Regions from separate parts of the Sus scrofa genome. Here region 1 is linked to region 2. The links are chromatin contacts, called in public Hi-C maps. All regions are on one chromosome and are shown on one strand. Each heading gives the region's core, a stretch centred on a gene start, on an enhancer-like site or on the middle of the called end of the contact. The rest is flanking DNA. Distances are from core to core; before and after follow the strand shown.

Evidence for each region. A called contact is a pair of places that touch in the nucleus more often than the background predicts.
Region 1: a contact with region 2 is called in a Hi-C map of skeletal muscle, with 7 times the contacts expected there. The contact joins the promoter of DCAF17 here to the promoter of GORASP2 in region 2. A contact is called at or near these places in 2 of 5 promoter capture datasets (fetal skeletal muscle and skeletal muscle), 8 of 47 Hi-C or Micro-C datasets (differentiating spermatogonia, heart right ventricle, liver and 1 more) and 2 of 2 datasets of contacts at active chromatin or transcription factors (alveolar macrophages and skeletal muscle).

What each region holds. Positions count from the first base shown.
Region 1 is chr15:77,563,345-77,568,434 of Sscrofa11.1, forward strand. DCAF17 (DDB1- and CUL4-associated factor 17) reads left to right here and starts at 1,285. Exons shown (of 12, transcript XM_021076469.1): 1 at 1,285-1,759; 2 at 2,180-2,283. The coding sequence starts at 1,634. METTL8 (methyltransferase-like protein 8) reads right to left here and starts at 1,148. Exons shown (of 12, transcript XM_001925591.5): 1 at 901-1,148.
Region 2 is chr15:77,096,543-77,101,739 of Sscrofa11.1, forward strand. It overlaps GORASP2 (Golgi reassembly-stacking protein 2), which reads left to right and starts at 2,766. Exons shown (of 11, transcript XM_021074828.1): 1 at 2,766-3,013. The coding sequence starts at 2,951. It overlaps LOC110256942 (a long non-coding RNA gene), which reads left to right and starts at 2,633. Exons shown (of 1, transcript XR_002339024.1): 1 at 2,633-3,016.

The sequences.
Region 1 (5,090 bases), core at 35-2,534, 470 kb after region 2:
GGTTGAGGATGAGGGAAAAGATGGCTGTCCCTTGGGTGACTTGGGGCTTGGAAGGTGAGATAAAGACCACTGGAAGACAAATAAGTGGGGGTGAAGGGGAAGATGAAAAAAGATTATGAGTTCAATTCAGCAATGATTTGAATTTCATTTCAGCCAAAGAAAATCCCGTTATCTTTTCTGGGTCCCAGTTTTCTCAGCGACAGCTGCATTCATGAATTAGCAAATTAACTATTATAGCGCTCTCTAAAAATATACAAAGCACTCCACAGTATGCTGTAAATAAGATATGAAAAATCAGCAAAAGCCTAGGCCCTAAAGGAAATTCAGCAGGGTTAAAAAGAGATATGACAAATTTTTCCTAAACACTTAACCCAACACACTCACCCAGGGTTGTACTTTTTGCTCTGTCAGATGGAGTTGCTGCCTTGCCTACCTCTGAACAAGAGGCCACGTGGGAAATGCAAAGACACCACCCTCAAGGGACTCACAAGCAGAGCAATAGGACAAGTCTGGTGCAAGATTGCTGAAAATGCAGTGTAGTGGGAACTCTGACCTACAGGCAGGGATAGTCACAAAGTCATCTTTTACTTAAGAGCAATCAAACTGGAATGCCTCGGGCAGTTCAATAATAATGTAAATATGTGATATTTCATTCCCGATAAGGAGGGAGTAAAATGTGAAAGGAAAATGCAGCAATTATTGCAAAACCTGCCCGCGTCTCTGAGGGCCACAGCAGGGCAGACCTCTGGTAAAGGGTAATTCAACTCCAGTTTGGCGGGAATGCCAGCATCTTCACCACTAACTCATAACACAAAAGCAGTGTTTACTGATCCCAAATGTTTAACTATACATCTCATCCAAAACGTTCACAGTACACTGAAGGGAAAGCCGAGGGCGTACCTTTCTTTAGCACATGATGCTGCCTCGGGGGGAAGGGATCGCACACGACACAATGCCCCTCTCGGCGTCCCGCCAGAGCCTCCCAAAGCAAGAGTCCAGGGGTTCAGAGGCTTGGGGGTACCGGGCGGCAAGAAACGAACCCCTGGGCGAAGGGCGTATTCTAAGAAACCGAGACCAGGAGGCGGCAGTACAGAGCCACCAGGCCCTCCCCCGGCGCCGCGTGCAGACCCGGAAAAGCGCGCCAGGCCTACAGCGCAGACTCAGCCCAGCCCCAGGAGGAGGGGCGGGGCGGGGCTGTGGTGGGTTGAAGGCGGGGCCAGGGCAAGGGCTCGCTGCCCGCTGCCTGATGGGGATTGTAGTTCTGGGAACAGGCCAGGCTCCCTCAGCGTGTACTGGGAACTACATTTCCCGGTGAGGGAACGGCTCCATCCGACCGCGCGTTACGCAGGCGTCGCGCTGTCGGCAGCCGGGTCCCGAGCCCTAGAGCGTTGGAGGGGCCGACGGAGAAGGGAGTTGCTTTTCCTTCCCACTTCTCCACTCACGGGCAGCACCGGCTCTGCCTCCCCTCGCCCCACCGCCCTGCGCCCACTGCCAGGCTCCCGGTGTCACCTTTTCCTGGGCCCCTCAGGGAGTTGGGGCCTGGAGGTTCGGCGGTAGGGGCCCTTGCTCTGCGCGGGAGTGAGGGGCGCGCCCCTCTTGGGCCCGGACAACTCCGCGATTGGCCCGCGCCTCCATGGGGCCAAGTCAGAAGCCCAACGTGTGCTGCCGGCTAAGTCGCCGGGCGCTGGGCTTCTTCTCGCGCGACGCGGGCGTGGTGCAGAGGACCAACCTGGGCATCCTGCGGGCGCTGGTGTGCCAGGTGACCACCCGCCACCGGGAGCCGGACCTGGGGCAGCGGGGCGACGGGGCGACGGGGAGGTCAAGCCTTCTTGCTGGGGTGCAGTTTTTCTGCAGGACAGCCCGTTTTTAAGATCTCACATGATGGTCAGGGTGATCCAGGCCTTGAAGCGGGGGGATTAGTAAATAACCATTAAAACGGAACCGCCGCATGCTTTTAGTTTTAACCTTCGTATATCTTCTTAGAAACAGTTTTTCTAAAATCGATCACTCCACTTAAGCCAAAACGCGAGGGCAGATTGAGGAAGCATTGAACATAATGTTTTCTAAAAAGTACATGAAATTACTTTGCAAACTGTCAATTTAACCATCCAACTTAAAATTGGTGCAGAGTGGAAGCTTATGAGTTATTTCCTAAACTGAAGTTCCTTGTGTCTTTCAGGAAAGTACTAAATTTAAGAATGTTTGGACGACTCATTCCAAGTCACCTATAGCCTATGAGAGAGGAAGAATATATTTTGATAATTATCGATGCTGTGTCAGCAGGTATCTGGTGAAAATTTTTGTTGTAATTCATTTGACTGTTGATCTGAACTCTAATATTTATGGAAACACTTATGCCTACATTAGTGCTTGTGAAATAAGAGAATGGAAAAATGGGTCCAAAAATAAGAGTAGGGGATAAAATGTGTGTAACTTAAAAATCTTGTTAAACCTAAAGCTTGAGGTTTCATTTTCATTTTATTGGTATTCGCTATAATACCAATTTATAGCGAATTCATGTTGCAGGCAAAATGATAGCTTGCTGGGTACAATGTAGTATTTTATGCTGCTTAAAAGATAGAGTCAAGAGATACAGGTATCTAATAATTAGATGCTTATTTATTTATTTACTTATTTATTGTCTTTTTGCCATTTCTTGGGCTGCTCCTGTGGCATATGGAGGTTCCAAGGCTAGAGGTCTAATCAGAGCTGTAGGTGCCGGCTGACAGCAGAGCCACAGCAAGGCGGGATCCAAGCCGCGTCTGCAACCTACACCACAGCTCCCGGCAACGCCAGATCCTCAACTCACTGAGCAAGGCCAGGGATCGAACCCACAACCCCAGGGATCGAACCCACAACCCCATGGTTGAACCCGCAACCCCATGGTTCCTAGTGGGATTCGTTAACCACTGAGCCACAACGGGAACTCCCTTCGTTCCTTCTTTTTAAACAGCTTTATAATTCACTGATTTAAAGTGTATGATTCAATGAGTTTTACTTCCTTGAAATTAGTATTCAATGAAAATGAATTTGATGAACTATTGGTGATTCATATAGGCAACCATCATTACGGTTAATTTTAGAACATTTTCATTACCTTAGAAAGAAACACTATACCCTTTAACTATCACAGCAATACCTTCAACACTCTCAGGCCTAAGCAACTAGTAGTTTATTTTCTTTCTCTATAGATTGATCTATTCTGGACATTTCAAAAAAATGAAATTGCATAGTATGTGATTTATTTGTGATTGGCTGTATTCCTAGTAGATTACCAATTTATTTTTTATTTCTTTTGTTTTTTTGCCATTCTTGGGCCACTCCCACGGCATATGGAAGTTCCCAGGCTAGGGGTCAAATCGGAGCCATAGCTGCTGGCCTACACCAGAGCCATGCCAGAGCCACACCAATGCGGTATCCGAGCTGTGTCTGCAACCTACACCACAGCTCACAGGCAATGCCAGATCCTTAACCCACTGAGCAGGGCCAGGGATCGAACCCAAAACTTCATGGTTCCTAGTCGGATTCGTTAACCACTGAGCCACGACGGGAACTCCCTAGATTACCAATTTATTATAAAAGTTCATAAGTCAGGAGCAGCCAGAAGGGAGAGATACATAGGACAAGGTATATGGAAAGGAGCACAGAGCTTTGATCAGGCTCTGCGTTCAGGCCACTCTCCCTAAATCTTCCTGTGTTTACTAACCTGGAAGCACTTTTCCTTTTCTAGTATCTTTATTTAATGCCGTACATTTCCCTTTAAGCACTGGGGGCGGGGGGGGGGGGTTGCTTTTTAGGACCACACCTGTGGCATATGGAGGTTCCCAGGCTAGGGGTCCAATCAGAGCTACAGCTGCCGGCCTATGCCACAGCCACAGCAATGCCAGATCCGAGCCATGTCTGCGATTTACACCACAGCTCACAGCAATGCCAGATCCTTAACCCACTGAGCAAGGCCAGGGATCGAACCCAAAACCTCATGGTTCCTAGTCAGATTTGTTTCCACTGCACCATGACGGGAACTCCTCTCCTCAACTTCTGAAGGTTAACCTCCCAGGACACAGAATTCTAGGTTGGTAGGAGGTTTGTTTTGTTTCATCGCTTTAAATAGTTCACTGTCTACTTGCTGGCATGGTTTCTGAAGTGAAGTCCTGTGTAACTCTTACCCTGTTCCTTTAGAGGCAAAGTGCTTTTTTCCCCTCTGCCTTCTTTCACAATGTTCTCTTTGTTTTTGCTTTTCTGCAGTTAGAATATGATATGCCTAGGTATAGATTTTTGGTATTTAGCATACTTCACCTTCTGCAAGCTTTCTGTACGTGTAGTTTGGTGTCTGTCATTAATTTTGGAAAATTCTCAGCCATTATTATTTCAAGTGTTTCTTCTGTTTTGTTCTTTTTCTTCTCCTTTTGCTATTCCCATTATGTATATGTTGCACATTTTCTAATTATCCCACAGTTCTTAGTCTGTTCTGCTTTTTTCATTCTTTTTTCTTTCTAGTTTGGGAAAGTTTCTGTTGACATACCTTCAGGCTCAGTCTTTCCTTAGCAATGTCTAGTCTACTGATAAGCTCATCAAAGACATTCTTCATTTGTATTATGGTGTTTTTGATTTCTAGCATTTCCTTTTGATTTTTCGTAGGGTTTTTTTTTCTCTCTCTGTTTAATTATCCATCTGTTCCTGCATGTGTTTGCTTTTTCCATTAGAACCTTTAGCCATATTAATCATAGCCATTTTGGGTCCCCAATTTGATAATTCCAAAATTTCTGCCATCACTTAAGTCTGGTTCTGATGCTTGCTTTGTCTCTTCAATCTCGTATTTTGCATTTTAGAATGCTTTGTTGTTTTTTTGTTGAAAGTTGCACGTGACGTATCAGGGACTAGAAATTGCAGGAAATAGGTGTTTAGAGTGAGATTTATGTTTATCTGGCTAGGGGTTAGGCTGTGTTTTGTTGTTTGCTGTAGCTGTAGGTGTCAGAGCCTAAAATTTTCTCTAGTGTCCTTGTTTTTGTCTCCTCAGTATGGACTCGAGCAACTTACCCTTGGGTTTTTGTTTCTAGTAAGCTGTGATTCTTGGTATCTACTTTTTTCTC
Region 2 (5,197 bases), core at 1,516-4,015:
GATCCTCACCCTGAATGAATGGAGTATAAATGACGAAAGAGAGGCCTGTGAGGATGATGAAGTAACCAGCAAGGAAGAAACTAACTAGTCCAAGAATTCGGGGTAAGGAGAGAGTCACTCTGAATTTAAGAATAAATAACATTTGAGATAAGGCCTTAAGGGATTAGTTAGAATTTTTTTAAATAGAAAATGTAGGAGAGAACATCCCTGATATATGGATGAAGTTGAATAAAGTCAAGAAGGTAAGAAGGTATGCGGGGAGTTCCCCCTTGTGGCTTAGCGGGTTAAGAAACCAGACATAGTGTTTGCGAGGATGTGGCTTCCATCGCTGACCTCGCTCAGTAGCTTAAGGGACTGGTATTGCTGCAAGCTGTGGTGTAGGTCACAGATGCAGCTTGGTCTGGCATTGACTGTGGCGAATCAGCAGCTGCAGCTCCGATTCGACCCCTAGCCCAGGAACTTTCATATGCTGCAAGTGCAGCTGTAAAAGAAAAAGAGAAAGAAAGGAAGAAAGAGGAGTTCCCTTCATGGCTCAGTGGTTAACAAATCCAACTAGGAATCATGGGGTTGCGGGTTCGATCCCTGGCCTTGCTCAGTGGGTTAAGGATCCGGCGTTGCTGTGAGCTGTGGTGTAGGTTGCAGATGCGGCTCGGATCCCACGTTGCTGTGGCTGTGGTGTAGGTCACAGACGTGGCTTAGATCCTGCATTGCTGTGGCTCTGGTGTAGACTGGCAGCTGCAGCTCCAATTGGACCCCAGCCTGGGAACCTCCATATGCTGTGATTGTGGCCTTATAAAGCAAAAAAAAAAAAAAGAAAGAGAGAGAGGGGGAGGGAGGAAGGAAGGAAGGGGAAAGGAAGAAAAGAAAGAAAAAGGAGGAGGGAAAGAAAGAAGGAAAGAAAGAGAAGAGTAAATGGTCTGTATGGGAAATGCAGGTACTCACAGGGCTGCAACACAGCAGCTTTAAGCAGGGGCTGGAGTTGCGCATCCACTACCTCAGGTCCACAGCTGGTGTTCTGCAAACTATGGCTCCTGTCAGATGTCTGGGAAACAAAAATTTTGACCACTGAACATAGCAACAGCTTATAACACCACCACGAAGAGGATTATAATTGCCAAGCAGAACAAGAATATTTATCAACAAATCTAGCTCTTATACTTACTCCTTTGCGTCAAATTCATTAATTTGTTGAATTAACTGCCAGGTACTCTATTAGGTATTAGGAATACAGAGCTGACTCCACTGCATTCCCTGTCCTTGAGAAGCCTCATAACTGGAGATATCATCTGAATCTTTATATATGTCCCAGGCCTCCTAAAAACCTGGTATTGGTTTATGGACAGCAGAGAAAGAAAAATGATTTTTTTATTTTAAAATTCTAAATACTCTTCTATTGTTACAAAAGCAGTCCATGAGTATTTCAGAATGTAGCACCAGCAAAGACAAACCAAACCAAAAAAAAAAAAAAAAAAAAAAATTCCATCACTACCAAGGGGTCACCATAGTAATGCTTGGTTCATATCTTGCTACATCTTCATACACATACTCTGCGTTAAGGTGTATTTGGTTTACAAAAATATGTCTGTATTGTTTACAGACATATTTTGCCTTATAACCTGGTCTTTTTTCAGTCAATAATTTCCACTTTTCCAGGACAATTAATGCTTTACCTTCAAATTCTCAGTATTCACATTTTCCCAATTGAGCCCAAACTGTCCTTTACAGCTTATTTTTCCAAATCAACCCCTAACTCATGGCCTTTCATTGCACCTCCTGGCTATATTCTTGATTATTTCTTTTAATCCAGTATAAACTCTTTCTTGTTATTCCGATTTGATGAAAAGAACTGGCCAGCTGTTATGAAAAACGGCTCACTTCCTGTATTTTTGCCTGGTTGCTTCCTTGTGAAATCATTTTACTTATTCCTCTATCCTCTCTTCCTGTAAATTGGAAGATCTAACTAAAGGTGTGAAAGGAGCAAGGTAAACATTTTGGACCAGAGTACTTCACAGGTGATAACAGGTACTTCATGTTGCTTCACATCAGAATACACATGCTCTGATATCTGGTTGATCCACCGTAAGTGATACTCAAATTGACCCGTGGGCAATGGCCATAACTGCGGGGTTTTAGAAGGGAAGGGGCAAAAGGAGCAACCGAGTAGGAAAACTGTGACCACAAGTTGGCTAACTGAAGGAAGCGGGGTGGAGAACTGAGCAGCAGGCGGTGGAACTCCAAGGGCATCCAACTGTGCTCCCCACTCGGGCACCGCTCAGTTTGTGACGATCTTTTTCTCATAATTAGGGGAAAAAAAACAAAGAACTTCGGCGGGTCCTCCATGACTCTTTAGGACAAGTGCTTTATGAAGGGAGCGTTTTCCTTTATAAAGAGGTGAGCGGAAGCGCTATCTGCCCACGAAGATACCCTACCACGCTCCTCCGTACAACCTGGGAGGAGTACTTTAAACTCAGAGAAGAGGGAACTCGTAGTGTTTGCATCCACCCGGTTCTTTTCAACAGCAGCCCCTTCCTGGTCTCTGGCCACCAGGCGGAGCTACAATCAAACAACTCTTCTTGCAGGCTAGCGGGAACGCGGCTTAGATGAATCTTGTCAAGCCCAGGGACCCGTAGCAAGGTGCCAAGGCTGGATGAACCGTATTTCTGCTCTCTCGCGAGCACGAGTAAGGCCCCTCCCCACCTTCCCGCTCCCCCCTCCCCTCGCCTGCTGTACGCTCAGGCTCCTCCCGGTGGTTCGCGGCAGGTGGCGCTGTCGGCGGCGTCGCTGCGGCCCCAGCTGCCGAGGCGACGATCTCCCAGCGGGCAGCGCGGCCCGGCTCTCCCGAGGCAGCGAGTGCCACGTCCCAAGTGCTACGCGGAGGAGCGGAGCGGGTGGTGCGCGGGAGGCGGGAGCTGCGCGAAGCCCGGCCCGGCCACACTGATCGCCCGCCGCCATGGGCTCCTCGCAGAGCGTCGAGATCCCAGGCGGGGGCACGGAGGGCTACCACGTCCTGCGGGTAAGAGCATCGACGGCGGCGCGGGGGTGGCGGGCTGGAGGCGGGGCCCGGTCACGGGGAGGCTGAGGCCCCGACGGGCTTCTTCTTGGGGCAGCCAGGCCGGACCCCGAGAAGGAGCGGCGAGTGCCGGCGCTGCGTTGGCCGAGGCCGGTTCGAGAGGCCGCTCGCATCCCGCCTACCCCGGACTCTCCGGGCCCAGCATCCGGAAGGAGAGGCTGGAGCCAGAGGTGGCAGCCTACGATTTGGCCGGGGGCGGCCCAGGCGAAGAGGGCAACCTCGGCTCCTTTTCCTTTTGAGAGCCTTCTCTGCCCCTCTCCCCTTCATTCTTAGCTCCCAAAGTCAAGGAAGGCTTGGGGGCAAAGTCTGTAAAAGAGGTGATGGTGAAGGTAGCGTTTCTTTTCTGTGAAAAGGAAGTCTGGAATCCGCAGGCTAGGGGAGGGGGATGCGACGGCAGGTGTTAATCTACCTCGGCGCTGTCTGGATGTCGGGAAAGGCCAATTAGGCAAACAAAACGAAATGGCCTAGAAGCAGGTTCGACGTACTTAAATCTGCTTGATTTTCAACTGGACTTTCTTCTGTCCTGTGTCGCTCCTGACCTTTCCAACGCTCCTCTTCCACATTTCCTGCCCAGGGGAACTTCCGTTCTCTTTTTTCTAAGTCTGCTCAGGGTGTGGTGGTGATGAATGTTTAGATCCACAGTGTAAAAGAGGTAAATGGAGAGGAACGTTAAAAAAAAAAAAAAAATCAGGTAAATAAAGGAAAGCAACCTCAGTCCCCAGGACGCAGGGAAACAGTATCTCTGAAAGCATTAGCTAAGTCCCTGCTATGAATAGCCTGGGTTGTTCAGAGCATGTGGTCCTTTCCTCGTGGAACTGAGTGTCTTTAAAAGTAGCAATGTTGATTGTGTGCGTGACACCTGCGTGAGTGATAACATGATGGACTGTCAGCAAACTAGCCCCAATCTGGAGCACCATTCAGTGTAACTAGATATTAGCTCCTGGCTAATTTTCACTGAAAGTAGGAAAGCTCAATCCGTGGTGCTACAGCCATGTTCTCCCTTAGGTCCCATGTTTGAGGTGAGACAGCATTCTTAAACTAAATTACCAGAAGTCTGCTTGATAGGGCTGTCATCAGTCACCTTTCTGATCTTCAGGATTATCACATCTAGTTGCCTCTCCACTCTGCTAAAAATCCCTGTTGAAGCCACACTCTTGGTAGGAGAGTATGATTTTCCCAGAAAATACAGAGAATGTATAAATAAACTATTACCTTCTAATTCCCTTCAGCTAAGCCAGCCCCCAAGTACCACGCTGACGGAAATGGAGGGAGAATGGTCAAATCCCAGTTGTGAAGTGAAACTTGGTGGCAGTACTTTTCTATTCTCTGGTTTGATTCTGAGTTCCTCTGCTTTTGGACTATGTTGTCCAGTATTACCAGATGATTCTCACAGTTGCTGATTGTGGCCATGAATACTGGGATTCGTGATATTTTTATAATTCATGCACTAGGTAAAGCAGTGTTGATGAGTTTTTAGTCTATAAGAAAGCTGTACACATCAAAAGGATTCTAATTCAGTGACTTCTGTTAATGACTATGTTCGTTCAGTGTTAAAGTTGAAGTGAATTTCTTTACATAGGTGCACTTCAGTAAATCAGCACTCACTCATATTCAGTGGTGTATCGGCTATTAATCTATAAATATGGTTTTTAGAAGCACTAGAGACAACTTTAGTTTCCAGTCTTCATCTAGGGCATAAATGTTACAAAGACAAAATAATTTTTCTTTCATTTGAGTTTTGTTGGTGCTTTAAAATAGTCATGATCATCTAGTTTAGGCTAATTAAAAAAATTTTTTTTTTTTGAGGGAGAAAGTACTAGGTTAAATCTCAACATTTAAAAATATCTTCATTTGTTATTATCTCAATTACAGTTGTATATTCCATCTCTGAATTACTGAGCTTGTTAACCAGAATAAATATGGCAGGGTAATCATGGAATAAAGTCACCCAAGTTTAACAAGTTCTAGCATTTAATTAAAAGTTACTTTTTAAAAAAATAATTCCCTGACCATTTCCATGCTAGTAATAGAAACTTGTATGATTGTGTTTTGAAATACCAATTTATAGTGACACTGATGTCCACTGCTATTTTATTATTGCTGGTTCAGAGTTGTATTACCACAATT